2 separate regions of the Mus musculus genome follow, and region 1 is linked to region 2. The links are chromatin contacts, called in public HiChIP or PLAC-seq maps. All regions are on one chromosome and are shown on one strand. The core of a region is the stretch at or near the end of the contact, and the rest is flanking DNA. Distances in the headings are between cores, read along the strand shown.

Evidence for each region. HiChIP or PLAC-seq counts read pairs in DNA pulled down with a chosen protein or histone mark.
Region 1: a contact with region 2 is called in a RAD21 HiChIP or PLAC-seq map of pro-B cells, with 15 times the contacts expected there. The contact joins two enhancer-like sites. A contact is called at or near these places in 4 of 39 promoter capture datasets (the 3T3-L1 cell line, the C10 cell line, the HPC-7 cell line and 1 more), 1 of 15 datasets of contacts at CTCF or cohesin (pro-B cells), 17 of 484 Hi-C or Micro-C datasets (the C2C12 cell line, CD4 T cells, the HL-1 cell line and 10 more), 3 of 115 datasets of contacts at active chromatin or transcription factors (bone marrow-derived macrophages, double positive thymocytes and large pre-B cells) and 1 of 9 other capture datasets (embryonic stem cells).

The regions. Positions count from the first base shown.
Region 1 is chr2:102,197,826-102,204,139 of GRCm38.p6, forward strand. No RefSeq gene overlaps it. Among named protein-coding and RNA genes, the nearest start is that of Ldlrad3, 15 kb to the left of the region's middle. Within about 2 kb of position 3,921, at least 43 of the 459 cell types and tissues checked have an H3K27ac peak or open chromatin away from gene starts, as enhancers often do. A contact at or near this core is called in bone marrow-derived macrophages and pro-B cells, where this site is marked.
Region 2 is chr2:102,030,733-102,036,691 of GRCm38.p6, forward strand. The region is part of intron 4 of Ldlrad3 (low density lipoprotein receptor class A domain containing 3); the gene reads right to left. Among named protein-coding and RNA genes, the nearest start is that of Gm39888, 42 kb to the left of the region's middle. Within about 2 kb of position 3,644, at least 72 of the 459 cell types and tissues checked have an H3K27ac peak or open chromatin away from gene starts, as enhancers often do. A contact at or near this core is called in bone marrow-derived macrophages and pro-B cells, where this site is marked.

The sequences.
Region 1 (6,314 bases), core at 2,671-5,170, 170 kb after region 2:
TTAAACCCAGTGGGTTAAGAAAAAAAAAAAAAAAAACAAGGACAGAGCATGTGGGGAAGAAATATTCCCTAAGGAGTGGAAGAACACAGGAGAAGGAAATGGGCTGATTTTGACTATACATATATGAAATTGTTGAAGATTAAATGAATTATTTTTCAAAGACTGGAGCTGTCCATGTGTGGATACATTTTGAATTGTCACATATGTAAATCATAGCTACCATTTATGGCAGGAAAGGTGTTTAAAAATTCAACAACGTAAATGCATTTAACCTTCTCAATAACCCAAGAAATCAGAATAAATGTCCCCATTAGACAGGAAAGAAAACTGAGGTGTAAAGCCGTGGTGTGTTCTGTTAGAGCACTGAGCGCTTCTGACTTCCAAGCCAGGATTAGACTATTCGGGTTTAAGCAAGTCTTGGTAATTACTTACCAAGCAAGGCGAGTGAACCAACCTCAAAATGTAATAATGCCCGGCTTCAGTCTAACAAATTGGCAAAACTTAGGTGCACTCTTGCATTGAATCCTGGCGAGAGAGAGCATTGTCTCTTCGAGTGCAGGTGAAGCTGCACATCGGTGCTGATGTCCTGGGAATATTTGTCTCAAGCTTGAACAGTTGCAGAGCCTGTGAACGGAGGCTTGCACTTCTCTGACTGTATTATAAGGACACGATCAGAGATGCAGTCAAAGAGGCGTGTGCAAAGCTGTTCCTCAAGACACTGCTTACCACAGGACAAATCAAGTCAATAAAGGTAAAATATCTCCAGAATGCTCAAGAAACTGATATTGCTACAGACCGGAACAATATGAAGCCATTAAAAATCACATTAGGGGTATGAGAAAAAGTTAGGGACAACTCTAAATGGAAGAAATCAGGAAAGAGAAACTGCAACGTTGTAACACAATTATAGCAGTAATGTATTATTTCTGCATGACAATTATTATTTTCTATGGGGTTCCTGTTTTAAGCACTTGTTATATTTTGCAACTTTTATTGGCTAAGCAAATATTACATTTATAGCTAGGAAAACACCCTTGAAATTATTTTTCAAACAGCAATTTTTCTAAATATTTGTTTTTTTACTTTTGAAATTATACTCATCATTTCTCCCTTCCCTTTCCTGCCTCTAAGCCCTCATATGTACATCATCCTTGCTCTCTTTCAAGTTCATGCCCTCTTACTCACCAATTGTTGTTATATGCACATATATATGTATAAATATATATTCTAAATATAACCGAAAATAGCAATCTTCTAAAAATTATTTTTTCCTACTATTGTGTGAATGTTGGCATGCTCCAGCTATAGTGTGCTTGTGGAAGTCATAACTTGTGGGAGACCATTCTCTCCACCTTGGTAAGGTACGGTCTTTCTTGTTTCTGCCATGTTGTGTTCTCCAGGCTAATTAGACCGTAAGCTTCTAGGTGATTTTCCCATCTCTGCCTTCCATTTCACTACTGGAGCCCACATTGTGCTCTGGGGATCAAACTAGCCACGGAGCTATCCCACCAGCCTAAGACAGCAGTTTTTATCCATGTAGATCCTAAGCATTATGAAGGCAGAAATCATCATCTGCTTTGGCCACTGAGAGATGCCAGAAAGGTACTTAGTTCCTAATCAGGGCTCAGTAGATCTTTGTAGAATATATAAAGTCTTACTTTGTCACCCTGTCTCTCCTGTGTGTATTAGTCAGCCTCCATCCACAGAGAAATGTCTGAAATTGCTGGCTGACAAGGAGAAAGGAGCTGCCATGCCTCCCAGTCTTAGAAGTTCTCGTTCACAGTCAAGTGGCAGAGAAGCAAATCTGCTCATCTCATTACAAAGAAGAAAACCTGAGAAAGAGAAAGGTGTCTGGTTTCACTATCCCTTAAGGGGGCATACTACTTCTGACCTAAAGACTCAGTAGGTGCTACCTCCTAAAGGTACCACCATGCCAAGTAGTGTAGCCCTGCTGGCCAAGATCATGTGGCAGAAGGTTTAGGTTTTCTGTGGTTTCTCAAGCAACCGCCCAGTGCGACAGGCTCAGGCATTCCACGTGCCAGGACGGTAGAATGGTTTCTCTGGCTCATGATGCCTGGGCACCACTACTGGGGAACCGTGTGCATGAGCCTGTTTCTAGCCAACAGAAGGAAACACTACAGCCTGCAGAGGCTTGAACGACAGAACCTTCTTTGTTCACTGTTCTGCAGGCTGGAGAACAACAAGGGTCACCTGTCTGGCTCCAGGGGAGGGCCCGCTTCTGGCTTGTACCTGGCCGCCTTTTGGTCGAGTCCTCAGAGAACAAATGGCTCCTCTGCTGACTCTTCTTATAGATGTCATCCCCATCCCATCAGAAGGAGGTGCTCATGACCTCATCGGCTCTGATCACTCCTCTAAGGGCTCATCCTTATTATCACTTTGGAGTCTAGGGTTTCAGTGTGAGTTTGGGGGGACACAGAGTCCGGTGCTTAGTAACAGGAGTAGCTGGAGTGCCTGCCTGGAGACGTCTCTCTTCCTGGGCCTTATTCTAACTGGTGAAACTCGGGCCCATTCCCTCTAGCTTGGGCTTTTAATTGGATTCATCACAAGTGAGGGATCTACCTTTACTGTACAAAGATACTGGCACCTCAGAGGCTTATTCTTACCTATCCTGAATGGATGCAGTGATTTTTCACATATACATTTCCATGTTATCCTCTTGTCGCTGGAAAGCTGAAGGCCCACATTCAGGACCATCTTCTGTCTTAGACCATCTGTAAAGTTGAGTTTCTATCCCATGAATATGAGAAACATTTCTTTCCTTCCTATCAAACGTAGTCAGCCTGGCAAGGCCCATATGTCCTGACCGTCCCCGTTCCCTGGGACTTTGTATCAGTTCACCGATATCAGGAGAGTTACAACTCTCACTACTGAGCTGAGACTCAGTCATAGCTAATCAGGGATAAAAAAGGAGGCCATTTTGGTTGTGTGTGTGTTGCTAGCCTGGTTTGAGTCTTGGCACACCCATTTTGAAAAGGAAAAAAAAAAGTCATGTTGAATTTCTCTTTGTCAGTGTGCTCCTTTGTGAGATAGCAAGATTGCTCTTTTATGTCTCACCAGGAGAACTGTGTGAGCATGGGCCCATTTGCATCTGCCTGTGGCTGCTCAAGATGGCTGTGCCTTGGGCAAACTACAGAATCTATCAGACTTCCGCTGTCTCAGGATTGTGGTAAGCATGAGTTGAGTCCAGGAACAGCATAATCACAATTCAAATGTCGGTGGCTGCACTCGTTCTGTGGCTACACGATTTCTAATCTCCTGATCTGAAGGTCAGAATGGTATCAACTGTGTACAGTTAAAAAAAAAAAAAAAAAAAACTGGGGCTGGTGAGATGGCTCAGTGGGTAAGGGCACCCGACTGCTCTTCCGAAGGTCTGAAGTTCAAATCCCAGCAACCACATGGTGGCTCACAACCACCCGTAATGAGATCTGGTGCCCTCTTCTGGTGTATCTGAAGACAACTACAGTGTACTTACATATAATAAATAAATAAATCTTTAAAAAAAAAAAAAAAAAAAACTGGGCCAGAGGAGTTTAGGATCTCCCGGGTACCATTCTCGCTGAGCACCGGAGGATGGAGGGAGAGCCCGAGCATCTAATGTCACAGGAGAAGAGAGAAAATGCCCCTCTGTGGTACTGAATTTATACTCATTTATACACACTTGGCTCCGTCTGAGAACAGAGAAGAGGGAGGACTTCTGGCCAGGCTGTGGCATCATTTGGAGAAGGAAAAAAAAAAAAAAAGTAAACCGAGTGAAGATAGAAAATAGAAACAAAATATGGCTCAAAAAAAAAAAAAAAATCCCAAAGAATGGGAACCTTGCCCCGCACTTTGGCTGCACTGAGCTCCGTGGGAGAGGGTGCCAGGAGGACAGCCAGGCTGTTGCACAACCAAACCCTTGCTCAATGCACGCTCCTCACATGGGGCCTCACCATCCCTGAGGTGCAGTCCCAAGGGAGGGGCTGGGTAGGAAGCTGTGGCAAAAGTGACTTTGAGAAGTGCTAGTATTGTGCCTTGCACTGAAAGGCCAGACTGGGTCACTTCCGAGGGCCGGGGTCTCTCTGCCAGGCTCCAGTGGAAGGAAGCAGCAGAGAGGGGATACAGTGAAAACAAAGCACCCTGTTTCTCTCTCTCCTGTGCCATCACTCATGTTCAGATGCACATCCTACAGGCATTCTCCCTGGCTTGCACTTTTGAGGCCGTTTAATTTTTTATAGTTGAGTTTGAGCAACGAGAGCAAGCAGTTTCCTGTTCTTCAACCTCAAGCCCCCACCACTGAGGAATCAACTGCATTTAAATCCTATAAATTAGCCTCCCGAAAGATGCTTAAGCATTTATGAAAACATTCAAATTTTATATTCTGCCCAATAAAATCTTAAATAAAAAAAAAAAGGAATAAAAACTACCCCAAAGTGCCATGTGAAGCTATGTTGGCAGAGAGCAAACAGTTTAGAGCCAGGATGCCCATGGCTTCACAGATGACGAGTCTGGAATCTGGATAGGGGCTGCCATGTATCAGAGATAAAATGAATATTCTTGCCTTTGTAAGCAGAGTCCCTGGAGACTCCCTTAGGCTCAACCCAATGGCCTGGGAAGCAAGCTACAGTATTAACCCATTTATACCCAAGTTGATGCCAACCTACAGCATTAACCCAGTTATAGCCAAGTTTATGTCAACCTACAATATTAACCCACTTATATCCAAGTTGAAGGCAGGGGCAGGGAGCCCTCTGGCTCCATTCCAGTTGCTCTGGAAAGCCACTGTGATACAAATCAGAACTGAACATCAGAGACCGGACTTACTCTCCCAGTTAGGCTATTGATCTGCTTCTGAGCTTGAACAGTGGATAGCTCCACTCCTAGCCTCAGTTTATTTCTGTGAAGAATGAGGATCTAGTCCCATGCAGGTTTTCAGTGAGGGCAAACAATGACACTTGCATTTCTGTAGGTCGATCATTAATATATTCAAATAAACATATTTGGACACACACACACTTGCACACGTGTGTGCAATGCACACACTACAAAATAAGTGTGCTTGTGAAAGAAAATGAAGAACACTAGCATTTATCCCTTTGCCTACAGCTTCCTCACATTTTCCCCAAGAACACCTGGACTCTCTGGCCCTGAGGGAAAGAGGTTATACTCTTCCTCCTACCCACCCCCCCCCAAAAAAAAAAAAAAAAACAAAAAACAAAGAGAAGAGCTGGGGCTGGGTCTCAGTGGTAGAACACTGGGCTGCCATTCACAAGGCCCTGGTTTGGTTCCCATCATCACAAAACAAAATGGAGGAAAAACTTTGGCTGGTTGTTCTGAGGACATAGGCTTCGTACTTTTACATGGGCGTGGCACCTGTGACGTAATTCCAACACTCAAGAGTAGGAGGCAGGAGAATGGCAAGATTGAGGCCAGCCTAGTTCCAAGAACAAATCCTGTCTCTGAACACCACACCAAATAAAGAGACTGAGGAATAATTTTGCCCTCCCAGAGAGTGGCTAAAGCAGACATGGAAGTTCTTGGGTTTGGATGGATTAGGTTGGAGCCAGGACTTTCCACTCATGCTTAGCAGAAACGCTAACACACACACACACACACACACACACACACACACACACACACACACACACACACACACACTAATTGTCTTTTAATCTCTGATTTATTATAGTTTTTTCTGCCTGATTATCATCTTTTCTATTCATCAAAATTAGGTGGTTACCCTAAACATCAACCATGAAGCTGTGTGCTCAGCAAAAATGTGAGATTACAGCATCCAAGGACAAAAACCCAGCTAAGTATTGATCCCCACTTGTCACATGTCACCACCTGCAGAGTTTTACCTTTGATTGGCTTTGCTCTCTGGCAATTTCATCAGGGACAAAGGGGACTGTCATCAGTCCTGGTCCTTCCTGGTGATGTGCACAGCTGGATCTGTCCTCTGAGTGGAGCTTCCCAGAGTAATGTGCCTCCTCTCTTTGTAGGGTCCACTACCCTTGTATGCCTTCAGGCTAAATACCCACAATGTTTGGGGCCAGGCGTATTTGGATAGAATTTTCCAGATATTGGATTATTTTCAATATGCACTGGGATATATTGAGGATGGAACAAACCCGAACATGAAGTCCTTCCGTGTGCCATTAGTCTCACACATAGGCTTGGCTGGTAAACCATCATTTTAGTGCTCCTGTGTTTTGGTTGTGACTTAGCTTAAATTTTCCATTCTGTTTAGTATTTGGAGCATTTTAGATATCAGATTTTTTTTTTCAAATGGTCATGTCCAAACTGTGTCACCTGAC
Region 2 (5,959 bases), core at 2,394-4,893:
CTGGTGCGCTTTTCAAGCCACTGGGATTTTATGCAGCCTCCTCCCAGAGCCAGGGAAATCCAGCTGCCTCGGGAGCCGCTAGATTAAGGCCCCCAAGGACACTAGATGGCGCAAGAACATGCTCCAAACCATGCAGATGTGCCTGCCTCCCTTCACCCACCCTGCTCCAGGCCCAGGTGGGTTCACTGAGACAAGATTTGTGGTACAAACCATGCAGCCTCCGTAAACACTCCAGATTCTACAGCCCAGAGACAGTTGTTTTCATTTTCTGTTCTGACCTGACACACATCTGGGCATTCTCTTCTGGATTCAAAATGTGAGTAAGCCAGTGGAGTCGGTATTCTGCACTGGTGAGCTGCACCTCAAAACCAAGGAAGGCCAGGTGTGATGGTGCACGCCTTTAATCCCAACACTTGGGAGGCAGAGGCAGGCGGATCTCTGAGTTCGAGGCCAGCCTGGTCTATAAAGTGAGTTCTAGGACAGCCAAGGCTACAGAGAGAAACCCTGTCTCAAAACAAACAAACAAACAAACCACGGAAGATGGAAGATTCCGTGTGCTGTGTATTATACCACAGTCCTTTAAAAAGGGCAGATTGTCCCCAGTAATAGCAATACTATTTCACTCAGAAAAGCTAAGCATAAAAAAACTTGGTGCTGTTTCTTGGTTTGGTATATTGTCCTTTGGCCCCAAAGTAACCAATGTATTTATTTACTTTATGACTGGTTAATTTCAGGACCCAACTACTGTCATTCATGATACAACTTCTTCCCTTACAGAGAAATACCAATCCTGCCCTATCTGAGAAGGCCAGAGGCGGGAGGACATTACAGAGGAAAAGCGTCCCCAACCCCCATGGCCAAAACTTGCTTGCAAGCTGCCTCTCATTTCACTGTAATTCCTTGTGTAAAATGCAAGCATCCCTCATCCAAGCACTGTAACAGGCACAGCCTCCCATCCATGTGCACTGAGATCCACTGGGCCCACTTGTGGTGGGACAAAGTCAGACAAGAGCATCCTGAGAGAAGCCAGGGCTGATGGAGCACAGGTAGAAGTTTCTGTCTAGTCAACGGGGTGGATGATCTGGGATGCTGGAGTCTTGACACTGGAAGAACAGGAGATCAAGTGCTTTGATTAAAATTCAGAGAACAATGCATTTCAGACTCCAGAGCTGACAGTCCCCAGGAGTGGTGCAATGATACCACAGCATAGCGTAGCCACAGAAGCTCCTAATCAGCAGCAGTGAGAGGCACAGGGGGTGAGTCACAAGAAGCACCACTCAGGGTGCTGTCTTAATTGGGGTTTTACTGCTGTGAACAGACACCATGACCAAGGCAACTCTTATAAGAACAACATTTAATCGGGCCTGGCTCACAGGTTGAGAGGTTCAGTCCATTATCATCAAGATGAGACCTTCCAGGCAGGCGTGGCGCAGGAGGAACTGAGAGTTCTATATCTTCATCTGGAGACTGCTAGCAGAACACTGACTTTCAGGCAGCTAGGGTGAGGGTCTTAAGCCCACGCCCACAGTGACACACCTACTTCAACAAGGCCATACCTATTCCAACAGGACCACACTTTCTAATAGGGCCACTCCCTGGGCCAAGCATATGCAAACGATCACAGGTGCCTAGCATGGTCTAAGCACTCAGACTTTCGGTAGAGGGCAATGAGCAGTAACAGAGTGGTAGAGGGGGCTGGAGAGAAACCTCAGCTCCAACTCAGGCTTACAGAAAGGCCTTGCAGGCTTGTGGTGAGACCAAAACAGCTCACCAGAGCCCTGTAATGCCTTCTGGTCTCACCTGGCTCAGGCGCATCTGCTTCTTCCTTCCAAATGTCTTCTGGGCCACTCCTGACCTCCCAGTACCCTAGAGATGTAGGTCAGGATCGTACGCTGTATCTAGGACCAGCCCCCACCTGACCCAGGTGGGCACTACAGGCAGGCATCCCCACACTTCCTCTCTTCCAATGGGGGTTCCCTCACCTTGCTGTTCCCTCTACCTAGCAGCCGCTTCCCTCTTCACAGACTCCTGCCCACCTCCAGATTGAAACTGCAAACCTCTGCTTAGAGGACTCCACTCTTATCCTATTGTGCCCTACACTTTTCCTTACACGACTCACATGCTTGTGATTGCCATTTGCCGCCTGTCTCCATGCTCTGCAGTGAGCTAAATGAACATAGTACGTGGGCTTGCAGGAAGCCGAGCCATGGTTATCCTATCAACCAATGTGGGTGGAGGCTGGGAAAGGAAACATCTTTTGGCAGAAAGTGGTCCTAAAACAGTTCACCAAGCAAAGACCCAAAGGAGGCGAGAAGACTGTGGGGTGGGGCAAGGGTGGTACAAAAGTCCCTGCCACCACAAAGTACCTCCTTTCACAGCCTCCAACTGCCTCACTGTGACGGAAATATGGCAGAACTCTGTGCCTCAGCTGCTGTCCTGGCAAAGTGCCCAACCTCAGCTTACACCCACCTGCAGGGGGTGGCAGAGCTTATAGAACTTGGGATGGGAACTGAGAAAAGGGAATTATCTACAGGCTCTAAGCCCAGAAAGCCCCGTGGACCTGTGGCAAGCCTGGCTGGATGTAGGCTCATGTCCGCAGGATGGCTGGAGACCCTTCCTGGCTGGGTTGGCTCATGTCTGCAGCACGGTTGGGGACCCTTCCTGGCTCCTTGTTATTTTCATTCTGGCCTGAGACACAGGATGCTGGATGTGAAGATGAAGGCTGTATTGACAGGAAATTCCAGACCTCATACCTCTGGCCTTCTTAGAAGCAGCGAGACACCAGCTCCTGTTCATAGTAGCCTTAGCCACCACCCCTGCAAGTCAGACTCCCTGGCTTTGACATAGTCAAGAGGGACAGGCGAATAGAAGGCCTCCAGAATTGTACAGTGCACCTTTGAACTTAACCTCTCCCCCATGGTGACCAGGGCATCTGAAGACAGGGCTCCCTCCCCCATCCTTCCCTCTCTCTCCCTCCAAAGCAGACTGCTAGGTCTTATCACCTCTCCTGTGCGAAATCTCAAATCTGCCTGTTTTGCTCCACAGGACTTGGCATTTGCCCTCCGTGTCCTTCATTTGGTTATAAAAGTGGAGGCCCAGCATGGTCTCTCAGGGCCAACCTTGGCCTCTGCCTACTACTGCCCATCACACCTGAAGCTGCTCTTTGTGTAAGTCTGACCACACGTGTCTGCTATGTGTTGCTGCTGCTGCTCTTAGGATGTAATGATTTCTGTGACATCACAACCCCCCAGGCCCTAGCCGAGCATCTGTGCACGGTGACTTAGGAATCTGCATTTGTCAAGCACCTGGCACAGAGCAAGGCCGAGCAAGGCAGTGCTAACTGTGTAAGATGGACCAGTGTTCTCGGGGGAGGCAGAGGAGGCTGCACTTACAGGGCTGAGCCCTATGGGGTGGGTGTTGATACAAGTGCTGATTAACTGTTTGCCTAGATACTGTATCACAAACAAACAGGAAATTAATTCTCCATCTTTCAATTCCCTTTCTGAGTTTAATTGCAAGCCATATAATTGGTCTCAATTTCCTTTAAATAAAAAGCCTTCTGCTATCAATATGTAACAGCAAGGAACTCCAGCTCTCTGCTACCTCGGATACTTCTCCTTCCTCCAACACATGGGGAAACAGCTGGACACATTCTGATATATTTTTGAAGGGCACTAAAACACCCCACCCAGACCTTCGAGGTAGCAAAAGCAAGGCAAGTGTGTGCTTTAGACACCTGCAGGCAGATGTAAAATGTAAGCGTGACAGGCAAGTGCGTCCAAGCATGGGCTTTGGAATGAGCGTGAATGTGTGACAAGCTGTGTGATCTTGGGCAGGGTGTGACCCTTCTGAACCTAAGCACCCCAATGTGTAAAGAGAAGGCAAGTTATATGGACGGCTATGAGTCAGACAAGGCGCAAGTGGGCGACCTAATTAAGAAGCCAGCGTGGTGACTCAGATGTGGTTAGAAGTCGAGGCACCGTCACCAATTTATTATCTCAATGCTGCTGTTGCTACTGCTACTTCTGATGTGAGGCCATAGAGCACGTCCGAAGCCTAAGCATCTCCAGGCAAACGGGGACGTGGCCTGAGTTTATGGCATAATAAGGCATCTAAGGCATCTGGCCTTATGCTTTTTCTTTTCTTTCTTTTTTTTTTTTTTTTTTTTTTTGGTTTTTTGAAACAGGGTTTCTCTGTATAGCCCTGGCTGGCTGTCCTGAAACTCACTTTGTAGACCAAGCTGGTCTTGAACTCAGAAATCGGCCTGTCTCTGCCTCCCAAGTGCTGGGATTAAAGGCACGAGCCACCACCGCCTGGCCCTGGCCTTATTCTTGAATTCAAGATTGTTGTTAAGCTTTTTATTCTCATAATAACTGAGGCTAGTTCACTTTTCTCTTACATATGGGGAAACGAAGGCACAGAGAGAGATATGAAAGGAACTCTCCCAGGATTAGACAGCATGTACTGTATAAATCCAAACATATCAGTGCAAAATCTCCTCCTCCCAAGTGCTACTTTATTTTCTGTGATTTTCAGAATAAATTATTCACAGCTGACCGTCTTTCAAACCTCCGCTCAGCCATCCCAGATCCATAGGCAAGCTTGCAGTCTTGTTAATGTTTAATGAATACAAATAAATCATAAAATAAAGATATTCCTTAAGACCTATATATTTAGCTCCTAATGGCTGTTTGTGTCTTCTTTGTTCAGATCAGGATGAGAAACATTCAGGAATCTAGCCTTTACTCATTTTTGGGTTTTTCTGAGATAGGGTATCATGTAACCATGCCAACCTTGAACTCCCTATGTGGCCAAGAAAGACCTTGAACTTCTGACGCTCTTGCCTCCATCTCCTGGGTGCTGGCTTCACAGACGTGGGCCTGGTTTATGGCAGCTGCTGAACAAACTCAGGGCCATAAGCTATGCAAGCAGTCAGTCTATCAACTGAGCTACGTGTCCAGGCCCTGGCCTTTATTTTTAAATGCAAATCTTTCTTTCAAAACACAAAAGAACTCTGCTTGGTATTAAGGAATACAATCAGATATAAAAATTTTCAGCAGTCACCAACAGAGATAATCACTACCGACAGTCCAGTGTTTTTTTCCCTCTGGCTGGCCCCTTAAATTTCTGTTTGCAGAGGGAAGCTCCCAGGACACATTGTGTAAGCACTGGACCTAGCTGTGGAATGGTTACAAGTGTCCAAATTATCTCAACTATCCTATGTCCTTTATATGTGAGTCCTTTGTGGACTGTGACTACACAGAGTTCTTTCTTCTTTCCAGTAGAAATTTAAGAGGAAACGAAAGACAGAGACATGCCATAGATTACCTAGAACACTGGCCTTACAGAGACTAAAGCCCAAATGGCAACCTAGTGCCCACCCCAGCATCTTATCACTGCACCTGTGGATGAAAGCAAAGTTGGAAGTCTGGCTAGATAACCCGCGTGTCATACCTTGCTGTCTAAATTTGACACAGCCTGCAGCCAGCTTTTCTGGAGATCAGCATTCACCCCCTAACCCCTACATTCTTGTATTGGGACATTCTGGAAGAGTCTATGATGGTACTGGCTGACAGGGTCTTTCCCATAGCTTCTTGACTTTAATGAGAAATCTGCCTACTGTGACTACATTGGGTGGTCCCTCTGGGTTACAGGGCAGCTTTGTTCTATGTAGTTTCAGCCTTGATTTAGGAACAGGAAACAGGGTGAATAGAGCCAATGGAGCCCAAGAGCAGATCCATGCCTCTCAGGGATGACGTGTGAATGCTCCGGCTTGAGGCCAGCAGATGAACTGATGTGCGGAGCCTGGAGCAAAGGGGAAAGAATGAGGGCATCCTAAGGAATCCGTGAGGCTCTATAGAGCAGAGCGCTAGGTTCCACATGCTCCTGTATGTGAGTCTGAGGAGAGGCACTGTGCGTGTCCACAGGGATACACTGACTGGGTTCCACGACACTCTAT